Regions from separate parts of the Triticum aestivum genome. Here region 1 is linked to region 2. Evidence: chromatin contacts called from public Hi-C data. All regions are on one chromosome and are shown on one strand. Each heading gives the region's core, a stretch centred on a gene start, on an enhancer-like site or on the middle of the called end of the contact. The rest is flanking DNA. Distances are from core to core; before and after follow the strand shown. Region 1 has its middle 65 kb from the start of LOC123066083. Region 2 holds the start of LOC123071775 (serine/threonine-protein kinase rio2).

Evidence for each region. A called contact is a pair of places that touch in the nucleus more often than the background predicts.
Region 1: a Hi-C map of root shows a contact between it and region 2, with 7 times the contacts expected there. The contact joins the enhancer-like site here to the promoter of LOC123071775 in region 2. A contact is called at or near these places in 2 of 5 Hi-C or Micro-C datasets (leaf and root).

Annotation. Positions count from the first base shown.
Region 1 is chr3B:690,087,427-690,093,988 of IWGSC CS RefSeq v2.1, reverse strand. No RefSeq gene overlaps it. Among protein-coding and RNA genes, the nearest start is that of LOC123066083, 65 kb to the right of the region's middle. Within about 2 kb of position 1,783, at least 1 of the 8 cell types and tissues checked has an H3K27ac peak or open chromatin away from gene starts, as enhancers often do. A contact at or near this core is called in root, where this site is marked.
Region 2 is chr3B:689,917,846-689,924,646 of IWGSC CS RefSeq v2.1, reverse strand. It overlaps LOC123071775 (serine/threonine-protein kinase rio2), which reads left to right and starts at 3,793. Exons shown (of 13, transcript XM_044495359.1): 1 at 3,793-4,105; 2 at 4,200-4,246; 3 at 4,723-4,793; 4 at 4,881-4,994; 5 at 5,306-5,481; 6 at 5,574-5,662; 7 at 5,759-5,876; 8 at 6,280-6,353; 9 at 6,429-6,476; 10 at 6,566-6,725. The coding sequence starts at 4,022.

The DNA.
Region 1 (6,562 bases), core at 534-3,033, 170 kb before region 2:
CGTCAGACTGCAAGATAGTGATTGATGACATCAAGCAGAATAGCGGAGCAAGTTATTGTGCAATCATACATGAAATCATAGAGTACTCTAATAGTTTTAGTACTTGTAATTTTTTTCATGAGTTTAGGAGCTTGAATTTTGAGGCACACAATCTCGCGAAGCATGCGTTGCAACTAGGATTTGGCCGCCATGTTTGGTTAGGTCATCCTAGTTAATTTCCTTTTTTCTTTGTAAACATTGTGACGGTTAAATAAAAGCTTCGTGGGATTGTCTAAAAAAATCTCTTTATGGCAAAGTGTCTTTGTCGAGCACAGGCAGGTCTCCAACTGGGCCGGCCCATGACCGCCAGCGATCCTGTACTTTAGCTCCAAAAAAATTGTGCTCGCAGGGAACATTTTCTATAAATTGTGAACATTTTCTGAATTCATGAATATTTGTTTTGCATTTGTGAACATTTTATTTACATTTTTGTACATTTAAAAAATCTAACTTAAGATTTTTTTTAAGGAAGCACAAAGACAAAAAAAACAAAAACAAAAACAAAAGGAAGTCATGCCCCAAACCTGGGCCAGCCCAAACTCGCGCATGCTCACTGCATTCTTTCCCAGCGCGCATGCAGATCTTATTGGCACTCCTTATTTGGTTCTGCAGGAGCCGGTGAGGGACCTCCTATATTCAGCTCTTTGCGGCAAAGAGTCTTCATCGAGCACAAGCAGGTCTCCAACTTGGCCAGCCCATGACCGCCAGCAACCCTGTACTGTAGCTCCAAAAAAATCCGAGCTCGCAGGGAATCAAACCATGGATCTCGTGCTACAGACCACGCGCTGCAACCGGCTGAGCTAGTGAGCGTTACCGATTAGTCAGCTGGGTCAATCTTTAAGAACCAATACACGACGCAGATCTGAATTATTTTCGGAATTTTGAATGCAATTTTTTCTAGAAAAACTGACTGTTTTGTGAAAGAACAACAATTTTCAAATTTATGATTTTTTTATAGAACTGGAACATTTTTGAAAAGCATGAACATCTTTCAAAATCATGAACACTTTTATTGAAAATTGGAACTTTTTTGAAATTTCACCACACAACTGGGCAGATGCGAACATCTTTTAAACTCCTAACAAATATATAAAAACACCAATATTTTTTTGAAATTATTGAACAATTTTCGTAATGGAACCTTTTTTTAAACTCCAAAAAAAGAAAACATAACTTTTTTCAAATTTCAAAACTATTTTCCAAAATGGAAATTTTTGAAATCGCAAACATTTTTGGAAAAGTGTGTGTTTTTGTAGATGAGTCATTCCAAACAATTTTTCTAACACACGGACATTTTTGAATTTGTAAAAAAAATGGAAGCACACCTTTTTTGAAGTTTGATAATTTTAATAATCAAGAATAGTTTTAAATTGTACTGAACATTTTTATATTAAGTAAATAAACTTGAGAAATGAACAATTTTTTAATACACGAACATTTTTTTTAAAAATGGGAATATTTTTTCAATTTGTAAAGAAAATTTGGGAACCCAATCATTTTGAGATTAGTTTTTAAAATATGCGCATTTTTCAATTTCAAACATCTTTGCGAAAAAAAATAAACTTTAAAAACAAAAATATACATAAATGAAAAAAAGAAAATAAAAAGAAACAGAAAACCTTTAGAAGTTTCCCAAAACCGGATGAGGTTGTAGGTACGCTGTGGAAGCAAACGGGCCCGGCTTATCGCGCCGCTTCGGTTGATCGCTTGTGCAAAAGCCAACACTTTAACGCAACATGCGTCAAATAGGATTTCCTAAATGCGTGGACATGACTTGAACTGCGTCCTCCTAGCTATCATAATGCTGTGCTAACTAACTAAGCCACCTCACTTTTGTGTTAGTTATAGCTTTTTATCACTTTTCTTCTTTGTTCTTTTTTTACTTTTTTCCAGGAACAGTTTGGTTTGATCTATTCTTTTTGTTTTTCTTTTCTCTTGGATTGGTTTGGTCCTTTTTTCCCTATATGATTGAAGTTTTTCTTCAAATTCGTGAATTTATTCAAAACTGATGAACTTTTCTTCAAAATCGATTAACTTTGTTCAAAGTCGATGATTTTTTATAAAAAAAAAATTGGTGATTTTTTTTAGAATCGATGAATTTTTTGAAGAATCCAAAGACCTTATTTTCAAATTAACTTTTTGAAATTTGATAAACTTTTTAAAAATTCGGATAAACTTATTTTCAAATTTGATGAACTTGTCTCAAATTCAATGAACGGTTTTTAAATTTTGATGATTTTAGTTTTCAAATTCCAAGAACCTTTTAAAACTCATGAACTTTTTCAATTGGTACAAACCAATTTGATTTTTTTTATTTCTTTCAACTCGTGGTTTTTGTGAATGTTTCTTCAAATTTATGTTTTCTTTGTTTAAATAATTATAGTGCCTGTATAATAATACTATATGTTTAATGTATGTACTGTATGAATGGTCAAAAGGGCTCTGTTTCCACTAGTAATCTACAAACCGAGAGTGTCCTAGTGGTTAACCTGTGTGGACAATCACGTTGACATGCGGAGTTCGAATCATATAGGGAAAAAAGGACCAAACCAACGTTGATCAGCGTGAGGACCACTTCTCGTGAGGACGAGCCTTCCATGCCCAACGTTGGGCCGGACCACCGTTGATCAGCTTCTTCTTCTCTTTTCCCTTCCTTTTTCTGTTTCTGTTTCTATTTCTTTTCTATTATTTTCTTTTCCTTGTTCGTGTTGTTCTTGTTCTTTATTTTTTTTCGTGTGTATTATACAAAGTGCATTGCCTTTTTATAAACATAATGATCATTTTATATTTTATGAAAAGGTTCACCCCTATATTAATATTTAACAAGTGTTCAGTGTATGTCACAAAATGTTCATTGTGTTTTTATAAAAAATTTCAACATATGAGACACAAATGTTCAATGTGTATTTTGATATTGGTCACGGTATACTGCAAAAAGGTTCAATATATATATATAAATAATGTTCACCCCATATTTGGAATTGTTTAGTTTTTTCAATTTTTTGCTCTCCTTTCGAAAATTGTTCGTTATTTAAAAGTTTTGTTCGAATTTTTAATTTGTTCACTTTTTCAAACATTATTCGACCTTTTCAGAAAAAAAATTGCTCACATTTTTTCCAAGAAAATTTGAAAATTTTCAACACAACTGTAGCTATTACCTATAAGTTAGCGTTACATTTTAGCCAGTCACAGTTGCCTGCTCGACTTCGACTGTGACTGGCTTCGAATGTGCCGGCCGTTAGCGCGCCCTTCGGCGAAAGCTCAGCTGTTGGACAAACGCGCGGGTCTATACGTCGCTTCTAGCGAGTCCGAAGGGAAGACTCGCCTGAAGCGAGGCGCTCGATGGGCCGGTCCATGCGCAGGTAGGCTACAGCCTCGTTTAGTTTTATTCCTTTTTCAATGTCTCAAAATTTTTTTTATCCTTTTTAATATTGTCTGTTTTCCTTTTTCCCCTTTTTTTAATTTCATTTATACTTTAAATATTCTAAATAAAAATATTAAGAAAATTAGTTGAACCAAGTACTGAAAAAAATGTTATATGTGTATAGAGAAAATTGTTGTCGTGTATACAAAATATATACATTGTGTGTGAAAAAAGTTGTTCATGTATTTTAAAAAAATTAAATTCAACCATTTGAAAAAAAAATTAACAAATATTTGAAAATCTTAAATTTGTATAGGAAAATCATGTATTAAAAAATGTGAACTTGTATTTGAAAAATGTTAACCAAGCATTTGAAAAAATGTCAAATGTGTATATAATTTTTTTGACCAGACATTAAAATAATGTAGATATGGTATTTAAAAAATGTTAGTCATGCATTTGAAAAAAAATGTTATATGTGTATAGAGAATATCTTGACCATCTATTAAAAAAATGTAGACCTGGTATTTGAAAAATGTTACTCGAGCATTTTGAAAATATGTTAAATGTGTATAGAAAAAATATTGACCATGTATTAAAAAAATGTAGATCTAGTATTTGAAAAATGTGAAACGCGTATAGAAAAATGTTGACCATGTGTTGAAAAAATGGTAATCTTGTATCTGAAAAATATTGAATGTGTATTAGAAAAATGTACTATATATATATACAAAAAAAATTGTATAGAAAAACTATGAAAACCCGAGAGAACAAAAGAAAACAGATGAAAACCAAAAAGAGACAACAAAACCGAAGAAAAATGAAGAAAAAAGGCAAGAAACAAATAAACAAAAGAAAGAATAGAGAAAAAATCAGTACAAAATAGAGAAACAAACAAAAAATACGGGTGAAAAGGAAAAAACAAAAAAACAATAGCAAGCACACAAACGTGGTCACCATCCTTGTCTGGACTATCAAGGACGATGTTCTATGATTCCTGGCTGTGTGGATACTCGGGCATAGGAGAACCGAGCGACTGACTGGAGCCAAGGCATGCTTGCCGGTTGCCATTCCGAAGGAGAAGATCTGCTGCATCTGGTGGTGGTTCGTGAGCTAACCGTTGTATGGCCTTGGTAGTGCTCTACCTCCAAAAGGACCAAGCAAGTTTCCTAATCCCATGAAGCGCTGCTCAGATCTCTGAGCTTGGACATAGTGATCCACCTCGCCCTCCGGTTCCTAAGGTGGTTGTAGACTTGGGTCGAGGTGACCTCCTTCCCACAAAACTCAAACACCTGTTTAGCAACAGCATTCAAGTGCACCTCCTTGAAGGCCTTGTCAGTCCTCACCCTACTGGCTGGTATTACACATCCTTTTAAGCACGAACGTCGATAGAAATGACTGTCATTTCATTGAGTTCCCCTTACCCTCCTTCTTATCCTTGGTGGCTGCCTTTTGAGATGTAGCATTGGCTGAGCCAACACAAATGATGTAGCCACAAATGGTGGAACCATAGGAGACACCTCGAAAACATCTGAATTAGGAGGCATAGGAGGCGGCGAACTGGCTCTGGGACACTGTCGTGGGAACGGATCTGACAGTAGAGATGGGGGTACGTAGGAGAGGGCAGAGCCTAGCTACGGCGAGGTTGTACACTCAGATTTACGATTTCAGGCCCTCTCGAAGGAGGTAACAGCCCTACGTCTTGGTGTCGTAGAGGCTTTGTTGATTGGAGTGTTGAGTTACAGGGGGTTCAATCCCTTATGCCGGAGGGGAGGGGTGGCTTATATAGAGTGCGTCGACCCCTCGCAGTCCTCACTTACGCAAGGGTTCAATGAGAGAATAATGTTGCGAATGTTACTGGTAACGCCTGTGTTTAATGATCTTTAAGGCTACAGAGTGAATGTCTGACCGTTGCCATTCATAGGTGACTCTAGGTCTTCTGTCCTTCAAGTGAATTCTTGTCCTCCAAGTGAATAACTATGGTCGAGTAGAATTGGGGTATCCGAGTGGATCTTTTGTCTAGTGGATTGCACCCTATGATGATTCCAGTCGGTATCTTCTTTTTATCTTTGTAGGCCTTGGCCTCTTGTGTAGTGTCCTTGGGTAGGTCATGTAGGTCAGGCCTAGGACCCTACCCTAGGTACATGTCATCATCATTAGCCCCCGAATGGATTGAGGACCAAAGAAGGGAGGATTGAAGTTGATTTCGACCTGACTCAATGTCTCGGAGACACTTTTCTAAGGGTTTGAAAGTATATGAGTAGTTTTAATCCTCCGTCAGTCGACTTGATCGATTTTGGCTTCTTGAGTATCCGATTTAAACAAACAACATAGCATCGAGCAGATTGGATTTGGATATCTCTGACGTGATCGACCGATTCACTGGATTCAGATTCTGCAGGATTTCAAAATTTGGAGAAGTGCACGAGCCGGTCTCAACGCGGTAAGCGGGGCAAGTGGGGACGGACTCCTCGATCTTTGCTTCGCCTTTTTTGCCACGTATCGGGCCGACGCCAGTTGTGGGATGCACTGAGACTGCATGGGCCCATAGGTCAGTCACTCGGACGCGCGAGTATATATGTCGACACGGCTGAGGCGTGCAACAATGCCCACCACTTTTCCCCTTTCTTCCTCGTCTCTCCGCTCCACCCACCCTAGCGCAACGCCGCTCTGCTCTCTCGTCGACCACCGCGAAGATGGCGAAGGAAAATACGAAGGCACTGGAGCGCGCCAAGAAGACGACCAAGGGCAAGAAGGGCTCGACCTCGCGGCCCACTCTGCCACCGAGATGGATCCAAGGAGATTGGATCGCCTTGTCGGTCATGGAGGAAGATCTTGAGGGACTCACCGCCGATGGTCTGCTGGCTCCAGGCTCCTGGAGATTGTCAGAGGGGGAGTTCGAGCCTGCTCCGCGCCCCGGAGAGCGGGTTCTTCTCCTTACTCATGTAGAGAGAGGTTTTTCTTTGCCTCCCCACCCGTTTTTCCGTGGTTTCTTGAACTTATTTGGCGCACAAATCAACCATCAACCCCCGAATGCTATATCATATCTTGCTGCTTTCGTCTCAATGTGTGAGAATTTCCTGGGTTGCCATCCCCACTAGGGGTTATTCAAACACATCTTCACATGCCACTCCCAATCAGTGAAAAAAGCCAATTCGA
Region 2 (6,801 bases), core at 2,544-5,043:
AAATAGGCAGGGGGTTAGGGTGTGAGGGTGTGGGGGTGTTTTGGAGCCCTCCGATCTTGATCGGACGGCTCCAGACGCGAGGGGGGTAGGCTGGGCCTAGGAGGGGTTAGTGGGCTGAAGCAGAGAAGAGAGAGGCCCGACAGCAGTTTCGGAGACCGAAACGTCCGACGAATATACCGGCTATATCGCGGTTATATATTTAACGGTTGGGCAGTCAAACGAGCTCCGAATGCGACGAAATTTGGCAGGCGGCCTGCCTACACTATAACCAACTTTTGTCCTATTCTGAGAACATTTTTATGCCACTTATAAAATAATATTTCGGAGGTGCCGTGGGCGCGTGCGAGTGTGTCTGGACTCCGAACGGGCAACAGAGAGAACCAGCGGAACCCGAACGGATGCAAGTTTTGAAAAACATGCAGATGAAATGCAGATGATGACATGGCAAAATGCAACACGCAAGCAAATGACATGGCAACGACGGCGAATAATTGGCAGACACCTGGCGCATTGAATCCGGGACGTTACACTTTATTAGTGCAAGTACTATATTTACCCAACCGGCAAAGCCCTAACAACTCTAGTATTTTTTTCATTTTGAGGGTTAGAGCATCTCCAATAGATGATGTATATTTTGGTGCTCCAAATCAGTGATGTAAAAATTTACATCACCAAAAAGTGCTTTTTACATCTCTGGAAAAGGCTCAACTTCAACAGATGGCCCAAAACGAAGATGTAAAAGAGCAACTCCAATAGATGGTCCAAAACAAAGATGTAAAATTCTGAAAACGACCAACTACTACTTCATCTCAACATAGTTCAAACATCAAACCCAAACATAGTTCAAACATAGATGACATAAATTTAAACTAGTAGAACTACTCGTTGTCCGAGGGCATCCAGTACGACTCTTCGGAGTCATTCGAGAGCCCAAAAAACTCCTCGTCCTCCTTGCACAATGACTCGATGGGGATCATCATCGAGGGGCCGTCCTTGTCCTGCTTCTTCACCTCCTCCTCCTCCTCCTCCTCCTCCTCCTCCTCCTCCTCCTCTTCTAGGTGGGTAAAGGGAGCGAAATGCAATTCAAAGAGTATAGCAGCGGAATGTAAATCATTGCATATGAAGGTAAAGGGAGGAGTTTGGAGGGAGCAAATGCAATGTAGACACGGAGATTTTTGGCATGATTCCGATAGGTGGTGCTATCGTACATCCACGTTGATGGAGACTTCAACCCATGAAGGGTAACGACTGCACGAGTCCATGGAGGGCTCCACCCACGAAGGGTCCATGAAGAAGCAACCTTGTCTATCCCACCATGGCCATTGCCCACGAAAGACTTGCCTCACTCGGGTAGATCTTCACGAAGTAGGCGATCTCCTTGCCCTTACAAACTCCTAGGTTCAACTCCACAATCTTGACGGGAGGCTCCCAAGTGACACCTAACCAATCTAGGAGACACCACTCTCCAAAAGGTAATAGATGGTGTGTTGATGATGAACTCCTTGCTCTTGTGCTTCAAATGATAGTCTTCCAAACACCCAACTCTCTCTCACACACATATTTGAATATGGTGGAAAGATGATTTGAGTGGAAAACAACTTGGAAAAGGCTAGAGATCAAGATTCTTGTGGTTGGACTGGAATGTCTTGGTCTCAACACATGAGTAGGTGATTCTCTCTCAGAAGATGAGTAGTGGAAGTGTAGGCACGTTCTGATCGCTCTCCCCATGAATGGAGAATGGGTTAGGGGTATATATAGCCTCCACACAAAATCTAACTGTTACACATAAATTCCCAAACTCGGTGGGACCGAATAGTGAAACTCGGTCAGAACGATTCAGTTCAAAATGTGAACGTTAGGCTTTTCGGTGGGATTGACAACATCAACTCGATGGGTCCGATGCGCTAGGGTTAGGGTATAACTTGATCTCGGTGAGACCGATCACATGAACTCGGTGGGACCGTTTTCAGTAATAGGCAAACAGAGAGTTGGTCAGGCAAACTTGGTGGGACTGATCGCTCATTTCGGTGAGACCGAAACATTATGAAAAAGAAATAGAGAGTTTGCATTGCGAACTCGGCGGGATCGAGCGCTCATTTTGGTGAGAACAAAACGTCACGAAGGTAAACAGAGAGTTTGCAATCCCATCTTGGTAAGACCAAGATCCTTATCGGTGAGACCGAACTGATTAGGGTTTGTGGCAGTGGCTATGTCAAATGAACTCGGGGGCGCCGGATAGATCAAATAGGTGGGGCCGAGTTTGACTTTAGGTTTAGGACATATGTGGGAATGAGAAAGTGATTGAGGGCTTCTGGAGCATATCACTAAGCATTTTGAGCAAGCAAGCCATTAAGCAACACCCCATCCCCTTTTAATAGTATTGACTTTTCCTATGGACTCAATGTGATCTTGGATCACTAAAATGAAAATGTAGAGTCTTGAGCTTTTGCCAATATGTGTCCTTAGCATTTTGAGGGGTCCACATCTCTAGTCCATGCCATGCCAATCATTGAACTTTCCGAAATGATCATCTTGAAAGAGTATTAGTTCAATGAGCTATATGTTGTTAAGAATTACCAAAACCACCCAGAGATTAGTTGCACTTTCAGTTAGGCATTGGCGCGCGACCGCGGTTTTTGCATCTCCTATCTCCGAAGATGTAAATTTGCACCGCGATTGTTGTATTTTACATCTCCGGGAGGCGGAGATGTATTTTTTTGGCATATGGACCATCTGTTGGAGAGCAGTTTTTTGTCTCAGAAGATTCAACAATTAATTATTTTTACATGGATTGTCTATTGGAGATGCTCTAGTGATTTGGCATAGGAAATTCCCTATTTGTTGCTTATTGTGTCAAATTGCTCGACAAACACGCATGGCAGAGCGTAGTGGGACAGACCAACTTGAGGAGTGAATCAGAAGCAGCTTCATTTCGTTTCAACAATTTTGGCTCATCTTTCCTTTTCTGGTTTTCATGGTTTACTTCATTTTTTTCCTTTCATTTTTTCTTTCTCTTTGGTTTGTTGGTTTTTCTGGTTCCATTTCCTTACTTTTTATTCCTTTTTCTTTCTTTCTTCTTCACTAACCCACAAAAAAAAACCATTCCTTCTTGACTATTTTTTTCTCCACCGACTTCCTTTGGGCTTTTCTCGGTTACTTTGGATTTATTTTGTCCTTCTCTTTTCCCCCCATTTTTCTCTATTTACTAATCATGAATCTTTTTTATTAAATCATAAAAAATCTTTTAAGTATTTTGCACATTTTATATTTTTAGCCGTAATATTTTACAACAGCATGATGAAATTTATGCAATGCAATTCAAATAGTTTTTGAACATGCCAACATATTTGAACAATTTATATTTTTTTAATATGCAGTGAATATGTTTTTTAAATTTACAAACATTTTTTTAAACTGTAACATTTTGAAGAACTATGTTAGCTCAGAACCGAGGATTTAAGATGTGTGTTAGCGGAGACTTGCATCGTTCTTAGTTAATTTAGCTCAGTAGCATCACAATTTTTTTAAAGCCCGTGGCATCGCATGGGCGTTCTAGTAGTGAGTATTTAATTTCTCAGTTTTTGAAAACCCGTAAAATAAATATTAATATATTCTTATTTTTTTAACCTTTTTAAGGAATTCTTTCTATTTTGTATAGTATGTAAAATGTAAAAAAGATTCGAAAGCCGGTTATCGGGCTAGAACATACCGAACAACGAAAACCTCTCAAGTAGCGGTGCGCGAATCATCAGAGTGGGCTGGCCCAGTACACTCGTGGTGTCTCGCCTCAAACCAACCCTAGCCGCCAGGACGGCGCCGAGCCCATCCACCATCCCAGTCACCGCCCGCTGCCTTCCCATCGACCCCTCGCCGTCCACCGCCGCCTCCTCCTCCTCCGCCGCCGTTCCAAGCCGCTGCCTCCTCCTCCTCGACCACCTCCTCCCCTCCATCTGCCTCTAGCGCCGCCAGCCCGCCCACCCGCTCGCCTGCCACTCCTGTCAGCCGCTGCGAGGAGGAGACCATGAAGCTCGACGTGAACGCCCTCCGCTACCTCTCCAAGGATGACTTCCGCGTCCTCACCGCCTGCGAGATGGGCATGCGCAACGTAAGGCCTTAAACCCTACACCTCAGCCAGCCTTAACTCGACGCCATGTGAGACTGTTCGCCCTGACGCTTCGGTTTTGCTTTTGGATTCGCAGCACGAGATCGTGCCCGCGGAGCTCGTCGACCGCATCGCCGGATTGAAGTGAGTTCTACCACGTGCTCTTTTGTGAATTTTGCTTTGTGTGGTTTGGGAAATTGATGCTTGTGGTAGGTGTATTTAGCTGCCAAGTGTGGGGATGGTGATTAGCGTTCTCAGGCAGTCAGGCGAGTTGATATGATAGTTCGTGGGCTGCCATTTAAGCTTAATCGTTGGGTCTGAACTTCACACAGGGTTTCGGTTAAGCTTTGCACCTTTGCAATTTGTCATGCACAATATCAATAGTTGTAATACATAACTGTTGATTAAAACGAAGTTGGAATTCACTGTCAGAACTTTTGGCTGCAGTAATGTAATGTCGACTGTGTGTCGAAAAATTCAAGGTCCAAGACCACGGCTTAAAACAACTTAGGTTCTCTGTGTGTTAGAGCTCAGTATTCTTTGGAAATCAGTTTCAAATGGATTATATTGTTTGGTTTGGTATATCTTGGTGAGTGTATTATAATTCTTTGTGGATTTAGGCATGGAGGCACATATAAAGTGCTGCGGAATCTGTTGAAGAACAAACTGGTGCACCATGATTGTAAAAAGTGTGAGTCATTGATGTCGAATCTTGCGTCATTTTATGCTTAGATGTATATCTGGATTATCATAGCTGCTTTTCTTTTTTTGGTTGTAGATGATGGGTTTCGGCTCACATACCTTGGGTATGACTTCCTCGCCATAAAAACTTTGGTCAATCGTGGAGTCTTTGCTTCGGTTGGTCGCCAAATCGGTGTTGGAAAAGAGTCAGGTACATGGATTATTGATGTCCTGCTCATTTTATATATTTTTCCTCAATTTATGGTTGTTATCCTGTGCTTTACTTATATATTTTAAAGTTGCACAAGAAAGACATTGTGAAACATGCGAGCCACTGCCTGTCTTGCCTGTGCTTTACTTGATTAAGAAAAAGAACAGCTATCTAAAGTTCTAAACACCCAATCATGTAAACAGAGCCCAACCAAACTAGATTATCATAATCCATGGCAATGCCATATCGAATCCTAGATTGTACCTAGCAAATGTCAAGTGCTTTATGTGGAATGTTTATTTTTCTTATAGATATATTTGAGGTTGCCACGGAGGATGGAACAGTGTTGGCCATGAAGCTTCATAGGTTGGGTAGGACATCTTTTAGGGCTGTCAAATCAAAGCGTGACTATTTAGCCCACCGGAGGAGCTTTAACTGGCTGTACTTATCACGACTGGCGGCCCTCAAGGAATTTGCTTTTATGAAGGTTTTTGCATGGCTATACTTTTCTTAAATTTTGATCTGTCTAACTGCTTAATTGTTTAACACTCTTATATTGTTTTCTCATTCCACTTGAAGGCTTTAGGAGACCATGGATTCCCTGTTCCCACAGCGGTGGACTGCAATCGGCACTGTGTGATTATGTCACTTGTGCCGGGATATCCACTGTAAGTTGACATTCCTGTAAATGAATTTTAATTTTATTCATGAGTCTTTTTCCCTTTACGCAGAGACTGACATAGGCGTTGCATTCTGTTATGCAGTGTTCAGATAAGAGAATTGCAAAATCCAGATGATGTTTTTGACAAAATTCTTGGTCTTGTAATTCGTTTGGCGGAGCATGGGCTTATACATTGTGATTTTAATGAATTCAATATCATGGTACTACTTTTACCCTCTCTTATCATCATTACACTTGGATAAGTCAGCTTGTCCATTCTTCGTTTCTCTCTTTCTTGTATTTGCCTTTGCAATGTTTGAGATTCTGTAGTTTCTGCATCATGTTTATGAACCAATTATGTTTTTTTCAGTGCTGCTTCTTTGAAGTATGCTCTGATGTCAGTGGTTTTGGAGGTTTCAGAGAGAAATATAGTGATTTTCGATCGTAACCTTTATCAAGATTTGCCATGTGTACAAAAGAAAACACATGCCTTCAAACTGCCATTTTGAGTTGAACAGAATGGTGTTTTCAGTATTTAATTCTTCAACAGGCATAACTGAAGTTTTTTGATTTGTCAGTATCTTACCCTATATTTTATCCTTCATGTGTATTGATGTTCTGCAGATTGACGATGATGAAACTGTTACGATGATTGACTTCCCACAGATGGTATCTGTTTCGCACCGGAATGCCCAGATGTATGTAGCATATTCTAATAGCTAAAGCCTAACGGACTGCTTTCTGTTCAGTATTCATGAGGTTTGTTTTTGCAGGTATTTTGATCGAGATATTGGGTGTATCTACAAGTTCTTCAACAAAAGGTATCACCTTACCGAGTGTAATATAAAAAATATCAACTTATCCACTACAACTGATTTTATTATTAAGCTTTGTCTTCCTTTTGTATTAGGTTCAATCTTACAGAGAAAGGTGGACAACATGGCTCTGAAACTGATGATGATGACAGTGGCAGGCCGTCCTTTCTGTCCATTCAAAAGTCTTCTGGTGCCTTGGACAAAGAATTAGCTGCCAGTGGCTTCACCAAAAAAGAGCAAGTTGAGATAGAAAAGGTGGGTCAGATGTTGGTACAAAACTCATATTGACGAGTTTCTCATTTTGAAGATCTACAAGATTTTACTTTAAAGG